2 separate regions of the Rattus norvegicus genome follow, and region 2 is linked to region 1. The links are chromatin contacts, called in public Hi-C maps. All regions are on one chromosome and are shown on one strand. The core of a region is the stretch at or near the end of the contact, and the rest is flanking DNA. Distances in the headings are between cores, read along the strand shown.

Region 1 (7,442 bases), core at 2,823-5,322:
GTGGTGTGTGTTTGTGTGTGTGTGTGTTTGTGTGTGGTGTGTATGTGTGTGGTGTGTATGTGTGTGTGTGTGAGTGTGTATGTGTTTGCATGTGTGCGTGTGTGAACCACCTGTTTGTCACTGCCTATAGAGGCCAGAAGAAGGCATTGGGTACCCTGAAGTCACTGTGTAGGTGCTGGGAACCAAACCCTGGTCCTTTGCACGAGAAGCTGGTGCTCTTAACTGCTGAGCCATCTTTCTCTTCCTTGCTTGCTAAATGACACACTTTCAGCCTCGGCTTCCTGTTTGCTCAGGAACATTTAATGAATGTCCCTTTGTTTCCTAACTATAGAACTTTATGTGACTCGTCTGTTGGGAGGGGGTGGTACGAGTCCTATGACTCTAAAGTCTACTTTCCTAAACTCTCAGAAATGTTCTTCCTCATCAAGTTTCTGACTGGATTTCACAAATGCTATAAAGTTCATCTTTTGAAAGACAAAAAAGCAAGGAAAAGTTACATATTTCCAACTTTGTGCTGCATATTTCACATATATTTTTGCATGAGGAAAGACTGCCTTAAGAATTCTATTTGTCTTCGACTATGTGAGGTCAATTCATCTGAACTCTTCAATAAGAATATTGAAAGCCTTCATTCTATCTGTGCCCTGTCAAGTTTGTTTACATTTCAGTTTCTCCATGTGTTTGGGCCTGTGTTGTTGGTATAGACAAGTGCTTTAATTTATCTAAATGACATAATGTAATGTTAAACATGCAGCGGGCCCGCCAGTCATCTGGGATTGCAAATAAAATGCACAAGGAGGCACAGGGTACGGGAGAGGGGATTTGCCTATCAACCTGCTGTGCTAAGGGATGACCAGTTAGCAGGTAGCTATTTCCAGGTGTGTCTGTGAGGTGTTTCCAGGAGGGATCGGTGTTTGAATAGTGGACTGAGAAAAGGAGGTTATCTCTCTCTAGTGTGAGTGAGCACCGTCCAATCAATCGAGGGCCACGTCAGGACAGAAGGGCACAAGGTAGAGCGACTTTGGTGAAGACAAGACAACAGCAACAAAACTCACAGTGACCAAGAGAGTAGCAGAAAAGCAGGCAGCTGGGCCGCTCTGGGCCTGCCCTTGGGCTTGGGACTTCTAGTTCTTGGCCCTGAAAACTAGGGACAGTACTTGGGGTGGTGCTGGCTTCCCTGTTCTCAGACCTTAGGGTGTGGACTGAGCACATCACCAGTTTTCCTGATTCTCTAGCTTACAGATAGGAGATCCTGGGACCTCATAGTTTTCACAATAGCCAGACTCTGCAAACGAATCTCCTTCTCATGTCTGCGCAGAAATGCACAAACTGTACGTTCATATTCTGTTGGCCCCGCTCCTCTGGAGACTCCAAACCCAAAGAGAAGAGATTTCTATACTGCTTATCGAGGATGAGGGCCACCTACACTCCACTGAGCGTAAAATGGGATTGGCTGAAGCTGAATTCATGCCTTCCGGTCAGCAATACAGGTTGAATAGTAGAAGGCACACGCAAGAATTTCACGGTGGCATGGCTTCAGAGTCCTTGCTCTGCAAATGTGAATCCCATCACTGTTGGAACGAAGAGCTGAGGTATCAGGTGATCTGTAGAGCCAAAGGAACGAGCGAGCTCTTGTTCTACACATGCCATGGTATATCTTGCAAACGAGAGGGAAAGAAACCAAGCACAAAATGCAAGCCTCCATGTGTGTGAATTACTGACCAGACACAGCCCATCCATAGGGTGTTAGGTAGTGGATACAGGATAGCGGGTGCCCTCTAGTGGTCAGTTGTGAGCAAGGGGGACAGAAGGCGAGCTCCTGGAATCTGTGAGTTTGGAATCTTACATGAGTTTGCAGGCTGGAGAAATCAAGGGAACAGAACACTAGCGAGATATGAATGTCTCTGCATACGTAATAACTGACGGCTTGTCTTTTGATTTTGTTTTTAATCATCGTTTAAAATCTAATGTAAAGCTGTGCACAGGATTCTCTATGAGACAGAAACTGCCACGGTTCATCTTCTGACAAGGTACATTCAAATCTCAGAGGAAACTTCAGACACTGCACTCGTTCCTCTGATAAGCCATACGGTTTCCTTTTCTGGGCTGCTCAGTGGGCGTGAGGACTGTGACCCCATTTGATAGAGTAAGAAAATGAAACTCAAGGGCTAGAGATGGTTCAGGGGTTCAAAGCTCTCCCAGAGGACCAGGCTTTGAGTCCCGGTATCCACATGGTGGCTCACAACCATCTGTAACTCCAGTGTCAGAGACCTGACAGGCTCTTCTGGCCTCTGGGTACCAGGCATGCATGTGCTGCAGGACATACAGGCAGACCAAACATCCATACACACACACATACACTCAATCAAGAAATACTTTTTAAAAAGACCAAAACAAACAAACAAACAAACAAACAAACAAAAACAAATGAAAGTGAGCCCAGCCTGGAATCCTTCTGCCCGTGCAGTTCCTGGTTCCGATCCCTCTGACTAAAGGCAGCAGCCCTCAGCACCATAACAGTGGGTTGTCTAAGGACCAGGGCCCATGGTTTCCTGCTGGTGTCCCAAGTCACAGGGACCCTGTGGCTCTGCTTTTCATTTTTTTCTCTGTGAAGTACAAAGATGATTTTATCCCGTGACGTTTTACATTAATTGCTAAGAGAAACTCACATTAAGCCTCAATGTTCCTCCATCCAACCGTGAGCGTTCCTTGTTCCTTGGTTTAGTGTCTCTGCTCTGTGTCATAAGCCTGGTACTGCCACCGTGTCATCTCACGGCCACGTTTCTTCTATAAGAACACTCACTCTGAAGCACTCTCAGGGCTTACGACAACAATGACTTGTATTGTGTGGTCTACCCAGTTCAATTGTATGTGTGTGCCTGTGTGTGCATGCATGTGTGTGCATGCTTGTGTGTGTGCTTGTGTGTGTGTGTGCACATGCACATGTGGGTGTATTTTTGTTTATTTGAGACAAGGTTTCATTCTGTGGCCCAGACCGACCTTGAACTCAGGACAATTTTCTTGCCTCAGCCTTCTGGATGCTAGGATTATAGGTGTGTACCACCATACTTGGCTTTCAACTTAGCAATCTTATGGTTTTGTTTGGGGACATGACGGCCTGGGAAAGGGAGAGGAGGAATAACAGAGAGAGTTGGGGGTGTTAGATGAGCACAGGACAATGTTGTGTATGCATAAAATGCTCTAACAAAACCTAGAACTTTGTATGCTTTAAAAATTAATGAATAGAACACTTCTTCAAAGGACCATGTTTCTAAGGAGCTTTGGCTCAAAATCGAATGGAGCTGAAGTGCACACTTTAGAACTTCATCATGGGAGGGGAAAACATCTTTAGGGTGGTCCAGAGGCCATGGCTGAATGTTATATTCAGCTCTGGGTTTTCTGGAAGAGGGTTATAAATCTCCTTTGATAACAGGAAATCGGTCAGTTATTAAAAGACAATTTTTCAGTTGCAGATTCCCAGAAAATATGCCAAGAAAGCCCTCTGCAGGTCCCGCAGGGAGGGCACCGTGTAGGTGCAATGAAACTGGAAATCCCACTGACAGGAGAAGCTCACAAACTCAACAGCCTTGAGTTTTATTTTTAGAAGATATGTTCAAAGAGGAAAAAGATTCAAAGGAATAATGGAGAAAGGAGGAATCTGGGGTTACAAGAGAGGCCCAGGCAATGCGGGCAGGGGGCAGATCAGCCCCCAAACCTGCCCTGCAAGGTGCCTGGAGTCACAGGCACAGGCAAACCGTTCTCTCTGTCAGGTCTCCTACCATGAGAGGGGGTGGACAGGCCTGGGCTCTCCAGCTTCCTTCCCGTAAAGCAAAATGCACAACGACAATCTACCAACTTCTACCTACACTGCCACCCAAACAGCGAAGATGAAATGTCCACGCTTCTGTGTCCCTACAGCAGAGGTGAGGTTTAAACGTCCCCACTGTCTTCCCTGCTGCCCTGGTCTGGAGGGGTATCTCACTTTTCTGCGTGTGGTCCTCAAGTCTGTGAGGAAGGCTATTTCTTGGAAGATCTGAGTTAGAAGAGAATTACGAAACTGGATTGCAAAGAATGTGACCTTTCACTGTGAGCTGCGGTCACACAGCACTTTGTCCTTTCTCTGTTTTGAAGGGACACTCACTTACCCATTAAAGTTATGAGGCACAAAACTCGGGGACGAATTCAAGGAGGACCCTATTTTTCAAATATTCGTTCTCTTAGGGCTGTGGAGATGGTGTGTGTGTGTGTGTGTGTGTGTGTGTGTGTGTGTGTGTGAGAGAGAGAGAGAGAGAGAGAGAGAGAGAGAGAGATTAAAGTTGTGTTTCTGTATGCCTGTTCTCAAACTTTGTAAGCCTGAACCTCTCAGCCACCCTGCTGGCTAGCTGGGGACAGGCTCTCCAGGGATGTTCATTTTGATCAAGCTCCTCAAATTATATTATATGTAATTACATGCATGGTGCATTTAATGAATTTCTGTCCCTGCAGTTAACTCAGAAAGATGGTGAGTTAGGGGCGTGTGTAGAACCACACGTGTCTCTGACCAAAGTGGTCTATGGGCCTGCTTGCTTCATCCAGCAAGCTGCATTGCTGTGAGAATGGGAAGTGTCCGCATGCACCTAGAAAGCATCTGGAGGGTCCTCCCTCTCCACCGCAGCCCTTCCCACAGTTTAAATTACTTTTCCTTCATTTCTCACTGTTAGAGCTTGAAATTTCACCTAAACCAACGGCGCTTACCCATAAACCTTTGGGACAAATACAACATCCCCAAGATGTGGGAGTAACAGCAGGAGTCACGTGTCTGGTACCTCCTGAAAGCTGCGTTGTCTTGTGATCCACACCCATGCTCTACCTGACACTCCCCCTTGTGTACACAGGCGTGCTGTGAACTGTCAGCACCTGTGCCTCTGTTCCTAGAGACAGTCAACCTGCCTGCTATAGGACAGAGTCGGTCTCCGTGTTCCAGGTGGGACCCAGGAGCAAGGGGTCGCTACTGTATTCTCAGAAAAGGCTTTGTAAAGCAGCTCTTCTTGACAGGACAGTGAAAGGCTCTGGCTGTGGGTGGAGGACCGCAAGCCTGGTCTTTAGATCCTAATACTAATGGTCTTATGAAGCAGCCCCTGGTCACAGATTCTCTCCATCCTCGGCCCAAAAGAGCCCAGGGACTTCTCCTTTTGAGGCACAGTGTGATGTGACGTTTTTATTTGATGGCCGGGAATGAAGGCCACACCTTAACCTGCCATGTGCCCTTCCCTTACCCCTTTCTCCTCTACGCCCCAATGCATACTTTTCTACTCAAATTGGAGGCAAGAAAATTGGAGTAATAGAACAGAGTATTTCTTATCACCACCATGATTCTTGATCTAAGTCAGTTTGTCAGTGTCTTAGTTAGGGCTTTACTGCTGTGAGCAACACCATGACCAAGGCAATTCTTATAAGGACAACATTTAATTGGGGCTGGCTTACAGGTTCGGAGGTTCAGTCCAGTATCGTGAAGGTGGGAGCATGGCAGCATCCAGGCAGACCTGGTACAGGAGGAGCTGAGAGGTCTACATCTTCATCTGAAGGCTGCTATGAGACTACTGACTTCCAGGCGTCTAGGATGAGGGTCTTAAAGCCTGTGCCCACAGTGACACACCTCCTCCAACAAGGCCACACCCACCCCAACAAGGCCACACCCACTCCAACAAGGCCACACCTCCTAAATAGTGCCACTCCCTGGGCCAAGCATATACAAACCATCACAGTCAGCATCTCCAACAACTTTATCTGATGAAGCTGTCACCGATTTGTTGGCTTAGCTTTATAGGACACTTTTGATACCAGGGCATTTGCATGTGAGATTCTGAAGCTGAGGCATTGGCCTCAGATGTAGACATAGTATGTTCCAGATGCTACGTTAGTCAACCAAGGTAACACCCAGCCACACAACCATAGCCACACACTTAAGTGTGCACTTATGTGTGTGAGTGTGTATGTGTGTCTGTGTGTGTGTGTGTGTGTGTGAGAGAGAGAGAGAGAGAGAGAGAGAGAGAGAAGGGGGAGCTCCAGGGGGAGGGGAAGGGGGAGGGGGAGAGGGAGGGGGAGAGGGGAGAGGGGGTAAGAGGAAGAGGAAAGACTATCCCCAAAGTTCAGTTAAAAAATCCTATTTAAACAACCAATAGTAGTAACACATGTAATCTTGATTTGCCGGGCGAGTGTAAAAAGGGAGCGTGCTGCTTTCATTCCAATAAACAACCTTTGCAGAACCTGGAGCGTGGCTTGAGGAACTTTGTGGTATGGTTTGGGCTTGAATCAAGCTAAGTGGACAGACTTCAGCCATTCTAACCCCGCTCCGCTGCTCCTTTAAACAAGGCACAGGCCGAGGGCAGGACACCTTTCTATATCTTTGCTTCTGTCCACAGTGGCTTCCCGTGATTCTCCAGGACCCAGCCACCATCGCACAGCACTGTCTCAAGGCTTCCTGGTGGACCACACTGCAGTACCTTCGTTTATACTGCATTCTCTTCTGAAAAGTTGCGTCCGATTGGCCAGCTGTAGCTTAACCTCAAAAATAGGGGGAAAGTTCCGTAAAAGGAGTTGCTCTTGGGTGCTCTCCTCCCGTATGATAAAACACTGACCAAAAGAACTTGGAGAGGACAGGCTTTATTTAGTTTACACTTGCAGGTCTGTCCCTGAGGGAGGCCAGGGCAGGGGCTCAAGGAGGAACTAAAGCGGAACCACAACAGCACTGTTCACTAGCTTACTCTCAGCCAGCTTGCTTATACACCCTGGACTGCCTGCCTAGGTGCAGTGCAGCACACAGCAGGCTGGGCCCTCCATGCTAATCATGAATCAACACAGTCTCTTACAGACGTGTCTACTGGCCAGTCTGATCTGGTCAGCTCCTCAACTAGGTTCCTTCCTTCCCAGGTGACTCTAGGTTGTGCCGAATTAAAAATTAAAAGTTACCAGGACAGGAATTGTAACAAAGGATCACCCAAACTCAGAGAGAAACGGTATATAAACTACTGTGGGGTTTAAAGTTCAAAGCCCAGAGGCTCCATTCTCTCACTTGGTGTAATCTGCATCCACAGTGGAGAGCCCTGGTCGGAGTTCCTCCAGGCACTTCCTCCTCACAGGGAGGGAACTTTACACAGTGGGTGCTTGGATGTCTTTGTGTCTTCTTTCACTGGGCCAGATGGCAGCATCTGTGCCTGTCTTCCAGAGGCCACAGGCCCACAAGGTTATCTGCCTTTCCAAATCTCACTGGGCCTTAGAACACAGCTGGGTTTACACCCGGCTTCTGGGTAGCAGGATCGGTTTCTCCACCCAATCTAATTACTACTCAATATGCTGTGATTAAGACTTGGACTCACCTCGGCTCAGCTACCTGTCACTTCCAGGACTTAACCTTCCATATTCTCAGAGGTTCAAGTCTTCTGAGTTGAAAAATAAAAGTGTGT
Region 2 (7,442 bases), core at 2,685-5,184, 230 kb before region 1:
TCACAAGATCATGCAATAAAAAAAGGCCAGCAGAAGTTGGGGTGACGAATCAAAGTACAAGTTCCCCTTCTCTGAAATGTGTGGGACCAGCGCACACCATTCTTTAGATTTCCTCATATTTTCACATACACAACACATAAGGTATCTTGGGGATGAGACCAAAGTCTAAACACAGGATTCAGTTGTTTCATAGATACCTTATCTGATTTATACACAGCCTATAATTCCAAACTATATACTTTTGACTGGGTCCCTCACATGATGTCAGGTGTGGAATTTTCCTCATTGATGCTCGAGATTTTGATCTTGGGGTTATAGATGGTCTACCTGTACAAGTAGACATCAGAACATCAGGACGTCAGAAGCGCGAGCTCACCCTGGTATGTGGTACAGAGTCTGCGGTTACCACAATGGGGAAAAGCACAGGAGGAACTGTGTCTGAACTGACCCAGACAGTGAGGTGAATGGGCAGTGTTTTGCAACAGTGCTGATAAAGGGGAAGCCTTGATAACTATCTGGCAATTCTGGGCTAGGGAGATGGCCTCTTGAGAGTGGAAAAGAGTGTGTGTTCTATAAGTATGCAGTCCTGAGTTCAAATCCCCAGCGCTCATGTAACAAGCTGGTGTGCTCATGTGCGCATCTGTAATCCCAGTGCTATGTTGAACTGAGACAGGAGGATGGCTTGGGCTTGCTGGCTCCTAGCCTAGCTCCAGGTTCAGTAAGACCCTCTGCAAGTGAAAAAGGCAGAGGGTGACAGAGCAGGTCACTAGATGTCTTTCTCTGACGTCCACATGGATCGCCCTACCAGGAACAAATATATCACACGCAGCATATACTACTCATATGCGGCATAAATAAATATGCAAGTGAAGAAATAAAGAGAATTGTGTGCGTGTGTGTGTCCACACCTAGCTGGGCCATATGGAAGAAAGAGTGCTCCATCTGTAAGGTGTGAATACGGGCAGTAAGCACATCCTTGAACTTTATGGGTCCCCGTTGCTAATATTACACAGAGCGCACGCCTGCAGTGCCGTCCACAGATTCAGCTCTTGAGGGAGCAACTGGACAGAAAAGGCCAGTGGAGGAGGCGGCTGAGGGACTCACCCATCTGCTGGTCTTCCTGCACCCGCCGCCTCTCGTCCGCATAGGCCTGCAGCCACCTGGCCTTGTCCTCCTGCTTTCTGGCGCAGAACAGGTGAACCTCATCCGTGGCTTTGCTGACCAACTTGAAGGCGTTTCGCATGCTGAGGTTCCAGTCCTTGTCCCGCCCATCCTCCACATCCACAATGTCCACCTCATCCATGTCCATGCGGCCCTTGTAGTATAGCATGTCCCTGCGCAGCAGGTCCTTCTTGCAGGACACCAGCTGGTGGTCGAACAGGAAGAAGACTCGCTGCTGGGTCTTGCCCTGCCTGGTGATCTTGGTTAGCTCTCCGGAGTGAATCAGCTCGGAGCTTCGGTCCAGAATGTCCAGGCCCTGAGAGAATGCACGTACACTGTGAATCTTCTAAACCAGATTGTTTCCAACAACAAGGATGCAGAAGGGGTCTCTGACACAGTCTTTCTAGAATATTCCATCCAGTTTCCTAAGACCAGGCATTGCTGCCCTACACACAGCCGGGTAGGGCTTCAAAGGCTGTTCAGACCTTGACTTCATGGGTCCCTTGTCATGAAATCTCTTTTTATTTCCTATCTCTATGGATTTATTTATAGTGCATATATGGATGTGGTATATGGCAGGGTGAAGCATGTGGAGGTCAGAGAAGGGCATCTAGAGACCTGCTCAAAGTATCTTCCTGATCTAAAACTCACCTTAAGGTAATGGAATGCTGGGGGCTGGAGAGATGGCTCAGTGGTCAAGAGCACTGGCTGCTCTTCCAGAGGTCCTGAGTTCAGTTCCCAGGAACTACATGGCGGCTCACAACTGTCTGCAACTCCAGTTCCAGAGAATCTAAGATCCTCAAACACCAATGTATAAACTATAAACAAACAATGGAATGCAGACATTTTCTGGAGTGGGAGCTAATAAAGACGACTTCAGGACAAGAAAGGAGAAGCAGAGGTTTTGCTGCCCAGGGACACGGCATTACTGACTATTTTGCTGCACAGGGACACGGCGACTATTATGGCTCCCGAGTCATGTGTTTACCTCCTCTCTGGAGTAGCTAGCTTAGGGTCCTGGAAACAAAAGGCCAGGCTGCCAGCAAGAACTTAGTAAACTCTGATGAGATGGTCCCCTTAGGATCTAAGGTTGGAGAGCAAGTGCCCCTTTGTAACACCTAGGGTGGGACAGACATCCATATCACCTTAACAAGTCTGCTATGAAGTTGGCCTTCATCTCTGACATTTTCATTTTCCCTTGATCCCAATAAGACACAGAATGTTTTGGAGGCAAAAGTGTTTGATTCCAAAATATTTCTTCTATTTCCTTCCCTAGGGCAATTGTGTGCCCCAGATTCTTCACTGAAAAAACAAGGGATCACCAGACAGCGATGTCTGAGGCATGCTCAGGGCTCCTGGGAAAAGCATTTTCTCTGTAGCCAACCCTGTTCTCAGTAACTCCAGCCCAATTCCTGCCTTCTCACCCAATACCTCCTCAGTCTGTGAAAGCCAGTTCTGATTAGTTGGTAGATACAGTGACCCATGTCTGGTTTAGCAACAATGTTAAAGGCTGTTCTTAGCTGCCATTTTACTGCAGAGGTGAGCAGTCCAGATTCCTGGGCCTGGAGAAGGTACTTAAACCTTTCAGGGCCTTCTCCCTGTCCCGTGAGTGATGCCTACTTCTAAGGAGCACTGAGAGGATTCCCTGCATTCATAAATGTGAACGTGGTGAACATGGTAAGGCACAACATACTCTGACATGTGTGTGCATGTGTGAGCACACGCACATGCAGATGGGTGTGCAAATAAGGCTAAGTACACCCATTGGACCATTACTATCAGGTAGGATTATCTGTGCTATTAAATAATGATCATGTAGCCTCAGAAGTAATGTTTTCCTCCTCAACTTAGAGACAATAAAAGATAATTTGCTTCAATCATATAGGACCCAAATATGTCACCTGACTCGGGTCCCCCATGCTCCTATTGCTGTGTTCTATGACTGTGTGGGAACTGGCTCTGCAGGTCAGAGGACCAGACACTAACCAATGTACTAGTGTCCTTGTGCCTTTTAAAAATTACTTTTAATTGTCTACGTAGTGTGTATGCATATATGTAAGTGTATGGTCACGCGTGGGTCACATCGCCCGTGTGGAGGCTGGAGGACAACTCGCAGGGGTGAGTCCTCTCCTTTTACCACGTGGGGCCTGGGGATTAAAGTCACATCTGTGGTTTGGCACCTTTACCCTCTGAGCCACCTCACCTACTCAGACTTAATGTTTTTGGAGGCATTGTATGTCAAAAATCCCTCCAAATTAACATTCCATTAAAGCCAGAACGCACAGCGCCAATCACGGGAGCTAAAGTATGTGTCACTGGGCCTCGCTGCGCATGTGTGAGTGGCACTCACCTCCCAGCCCACGATGGACACCTGCCAGCGGGCGATCTTGTCGATGCTCTCTAGCTTACGCTTGCGTTCATTGATCAAGCAGGCCACATTCTTCATGGCTTCATAGGCCGCCTTTATATTGTTGTAGTCGCTGCAAAGTGGGAAGTCCAGTTTAATTGCAAGACATGCAGCTCACAAGTAAGGGCTGACAAAATAAGGGCGCTCAGTCCCCGGATTTGTATGCGAATGGTCTAGACAAGGCTCTGAGTAGGAGCCATTGTTCCCGGTGAATGGACCACAGTGTGCACAGGTTAAGTGAGCTGAGGGAACTCGATTCACAATTCTTTTGGAATAAGAATGTTGCCACTCATTTCCCAGAAATCACCATGAATGAAAGTAAATGCCACAGAAACCAAGTGTTAGTCATAGCAACTGTGAATTATTCTCACTAGTACAGAGAGCTGTCCTTGATCTCGGTTTTGATTTCGACACAGCCACTTCTGCTATATATAGCTGCTTCAAAATCATCTGCATCGAGTCTCACCTTCTACTTGTTTCAGGAGGGACATGAAAGGCCATGAACAACACAGCCTCATAGTCTTCCAGCAGTGCCCCAGCCCACGCCTCTAAAACTGTCAAGTACTGAAAACCCTAAAATCAAAATTTGCAATTTACACAGAGGCTAGGACACTGCGTGCCTCTATAAGAAAATGTTACGCTCAGGTTTCACTCAGTGGAAGTCTTTTGCGGATGTTGTAAACCAGCAATTCAGTCAACAGGCGGGAGCACTTGGGCTCGTGTGAAGGCACAGCAAGGACCCTGATGGACTGAGTTAGAATCTCAACAGGCTTGAGAGCAGAGGCGGGGGACCAGACACAAGGGAGCTCCAGTCCTTGGAAGTCTGCAGGACTGTCCGCAGAGCAAGTCCTGTCTTCACAGGCTATTCTCAGAGGCAGGGCGGGAGGCAAAACAAACAAGACTGGAACTGCCCAAGAAGTGGACCCCGGCAAAGAAAAGGGACAATGTTTTTTTGTTAAAAGTCCCTGAGGAAGGGCAGAATTTAAGCAGTTTTGCTGTTGCCTTTTTTTCTAGAACTTTTTTTTTTGTTTTGTTTTATATAAAGAGAGAGGGAGGAAGGGAGGGAGGGAGGAAGGGAGGGAGACAGGGGACGGGGGGTGGGGGGGCGGGGAGAGGAAAGGAGCCAGCTGTGATGGCACAACCTCTAATCCCAGCACTTGGGCGGCAGAGATAGGCAGATCTCTGAGTTCAAAGCCAGCCTGGTCTACAGAGTGAGTTCCAAGACAGCCAGGGCTACACAGAGAAACTCTGTCAGGAAAAAACCAAACAAACCAAAACCAATAGAATTCTTTTGTTTTTCTATTTCTGGAAGTCATAGAATATCTTCACATACTCTGTTAAAGCAATAAGCACTGTAAACATCTGAAAAACTTCTTCCATGAAGCTCAGAGGCCGTGTAGTAAATCTACCACACCACCACCACCACCACCACCACCACCACCACCACCACCACCACCACCACCACCACCACCACCTGTCCCTGCCGTTGCAGAAGCACCAGGCTGGCTGGTGCTTGGTTCCATGGTCTCTGGGTGGCCCCTGGCTTACCTGTGCTCCTGGGTGGTGTACTTGAGCAGCTCAGCCAGCTGCAGCGGGTATTTGCAGATCTTCTGCACCGGTGTGAGGAGGAAGCCATCCAGGGCTATATCGATCATCTGCTGGAGCAGGCGGCAGGCCTCAAAGAAGTGCCGGTACTTGCTCTGCTTCATGAGGTTGGACAACTCCACACAGGCTCCTGGGTGGTTGTTACAGTACTCAGAGTAGATGGCAAAGCCCTCTTGCTGGAAGGGAAGGCAACCTCATCAGTCAGCGGCTCTGGGCTGACAGTGAGGACACTCTTGGAGAAGAGGGGGACAGGCCAAGACCGTAGGGCAATCCAGACTTGATGCTGGCCTTTATGGCTGGTGAGTAGGAAGATTGTGGTACGGAGGTAGTGGTAGCTGGGTTCTCTCTAAGGAAGGGTAGAGGGTATCCTACCACTGTGCTCGCTCAGTTCCTGAGCCTGCAGCTGGTACAGCAGAGGGGCAAAGCAATGCTCTGAGTGAGGCTCAACATCCTCACCCCCTCCTTCCACTGATAAACTCTGGCTTGGAGGTACCACAGGATGCCGACGCACTCCCTAGCTATCCCCTGGGGCTAGTTCCACGTGTTACACCTTCTCTGACTGAAAGGTTCCATCCATGTCCCTTCTCTCAACCGTCTCACTCTGAGGGGCAGCCACACTGCTGCCCTGCCACTCTCATGCTGTCCGCCCTCCTGGGATGGAGCTGCACTCTTTCCTCTGCCCAGCAATCCTTTCCCTCAGGACTAGGTAGACATTGCTTTAAAAAAGCCCTGCCATTGGGGCTGGGGATTTAGCTCAGTGGTAGAGCGCTTACCTAGGAAGCGCAAGGCCCGGGGTTCGGTCCCCAGCTCCGAAAAAAAGAACCAAAAAAAAAAAAAAAAAAAAAAAAAAAGCCCTGCCACTGGGTGCGAGTCTACATTCCTAGCCACCACCTTTTCTCCAGCCTCGAAGAGTTGTTGGGCCATGCGCTCACAACTGTCCTTCCTTCCTGTTTCCCCCATCCCACCATGCATGCCTGACTGAGCGTAAATGCAGCAGGTTTCCCAAGTCCCCCTTCCCCTCCACGTGATTTCCCACCTCCTACCTGCTACCTCCATTGCATAGATACCAGAGACCACTGCTCTTTCTTTGCTGGTACAATTAGCCTTGCCAGACTCCTTGGAAGATACCTTTTAAAACGTCTCCTTTTCCTTGTACCCTGGGCTATCATTACCCAACAGGGCTGACCATGGCAGCGACCAGCAGTTAAGGATCTTCTGTGCTTGAGGCCACTCACCTGATTGCTCTTGCCCTGCTTTTGCTCACCTCAAAGCCTCTCCCTAGCCACCCACAGGACCAGACTACTCGCCACACAGGTCTCAAAGATGCTTGGACACCCAGGGACCCACTCCTGACTGCCTTCCTAAGGAGCCTCCATGCTCAGCAATTAAAGGTCTATCCTCGCCAGCTCTAGCCTCCTGCCTCTAGAAAACCACCGGGGCCAGCACCCAGGAAGTGAGGGGATATTGCTGCTGTTGTTAGCACTACTAGAACTATTTCCTAAGCACAGTAATAAGATCTCTGAACTCTTCTACTGTCGGCTATAGTCAGTCGAATAGTAAGTGTCAATAACTCATGTCACCAGCATTGAACCTCGGAGGTTGTGTTGCCATCTGCCTATGAGCATGTGACCTTGGATCACTCACTCTTGTGGGAAGAAGACTCCTATCTACCTAATGGCAGTACATGAGGCAAGGCAGAAGCCTCTGGAATGTCTCTGGCCAAGGTATCTTTCTACGCTATTGTCTGACAGGATGTGATTAATGGAGGAAGGGTCACATACGTGCTGAAGAAAGCAGGATCCTATCTCACTTAAGTGAGGTTCTTCTTTGTTGTACTGTTTCTCGAGGTCTTTCAGAAACTTCCTTTGGAATTTGTAAATGTCTTCAATGTTTCCGAAAATAGTGGCTAGCTGCCCAACGGTGAACATTCCCGTGTGCTTACGACACTGTCGGATGTAGCCCTGCAAAGAACAAAAGCAAACCGTGTCGTTTAGAGACAGTTCAACAGGACAGTTTGTTGCTGCTTGTGTTTTGGCCCAATGTCATAGTCTTGGACTGAATTTTAGTTTAATTTTAGGATCGGCTCTCACTATGTAGCTCAGGCTGGTCACAAACTCTGCAGCCCTTCTGGTGTAGACTCCCGTGTGCTGAGGGATGACATGTATGGAGCACCATTCCCAAGGTGGGGTAAATTAGAGAGAATTATTTTTATCTCCGTGAGGCTGATGAAGACAGTCATACTTCTACAACTATAATTCGCCATAGATAT

What was found. Hi-C and Micro-C count contacts between places; a contact is called where the count stands out from the background.
Region 2: a Hi-C map of Schwann cells shows a contact between it and region 1, with 5 times the contacts expected there. The contact joins two enhancer-like sites. A contact is called at or near these places in 2 of 12 Hi-C or Micro-C datasets (Schwann cells and hepatocytes).

The regions. Positions count from the first base shown.
Region 1 is chr15:38,844,466-38,851,907 of GRCr8, reverse strand. All of the region lies in intron 3 of LOC120097002 (a long non-coding RNA gene), which reads right to left. LOC120097003 (a long non-coding RNA gene) reads left to right here. Exons shown (of 2, transcript XR_005493999.2): 2 at 1-632. Among named protein-coding and RNA genes, the nearest start is that of Spata13, 110 kb to the left of the region's middle. Within about 2 kb of position 4,072, at least 2 of the 93 cell types and tissues checked have an H3K27ac peak or open chromatin away from gene starts, as enhancers often do. A contact at or near this core is called in Schwann cells, where this site is marked.
Region 2 is chr15:39,069,968-39,077,409 of GRCr8, reverse strand. It overlaps Spata13 (spermatogenesis associated 13), which reads right to left. Exons shown (of 13, transcript NM_001191686.1): 8 at 6,955-7,134; 9 at 5,117-5,349; 10 at 3,512-3,641; 11 at 1,105-1,477. Among named protein-coding and RNA genes, the nearest start is that of C1qtnf9, 18 kb to the left of the region's middle. Within about 2 kb of position 3,934, at least 45 of the 93 cell types and tissues checked have an H3K27ac peak or open chromatin away from gene starts, as enhancers often do. A contact at or near this core is called in Schwann cells, where this site is marked.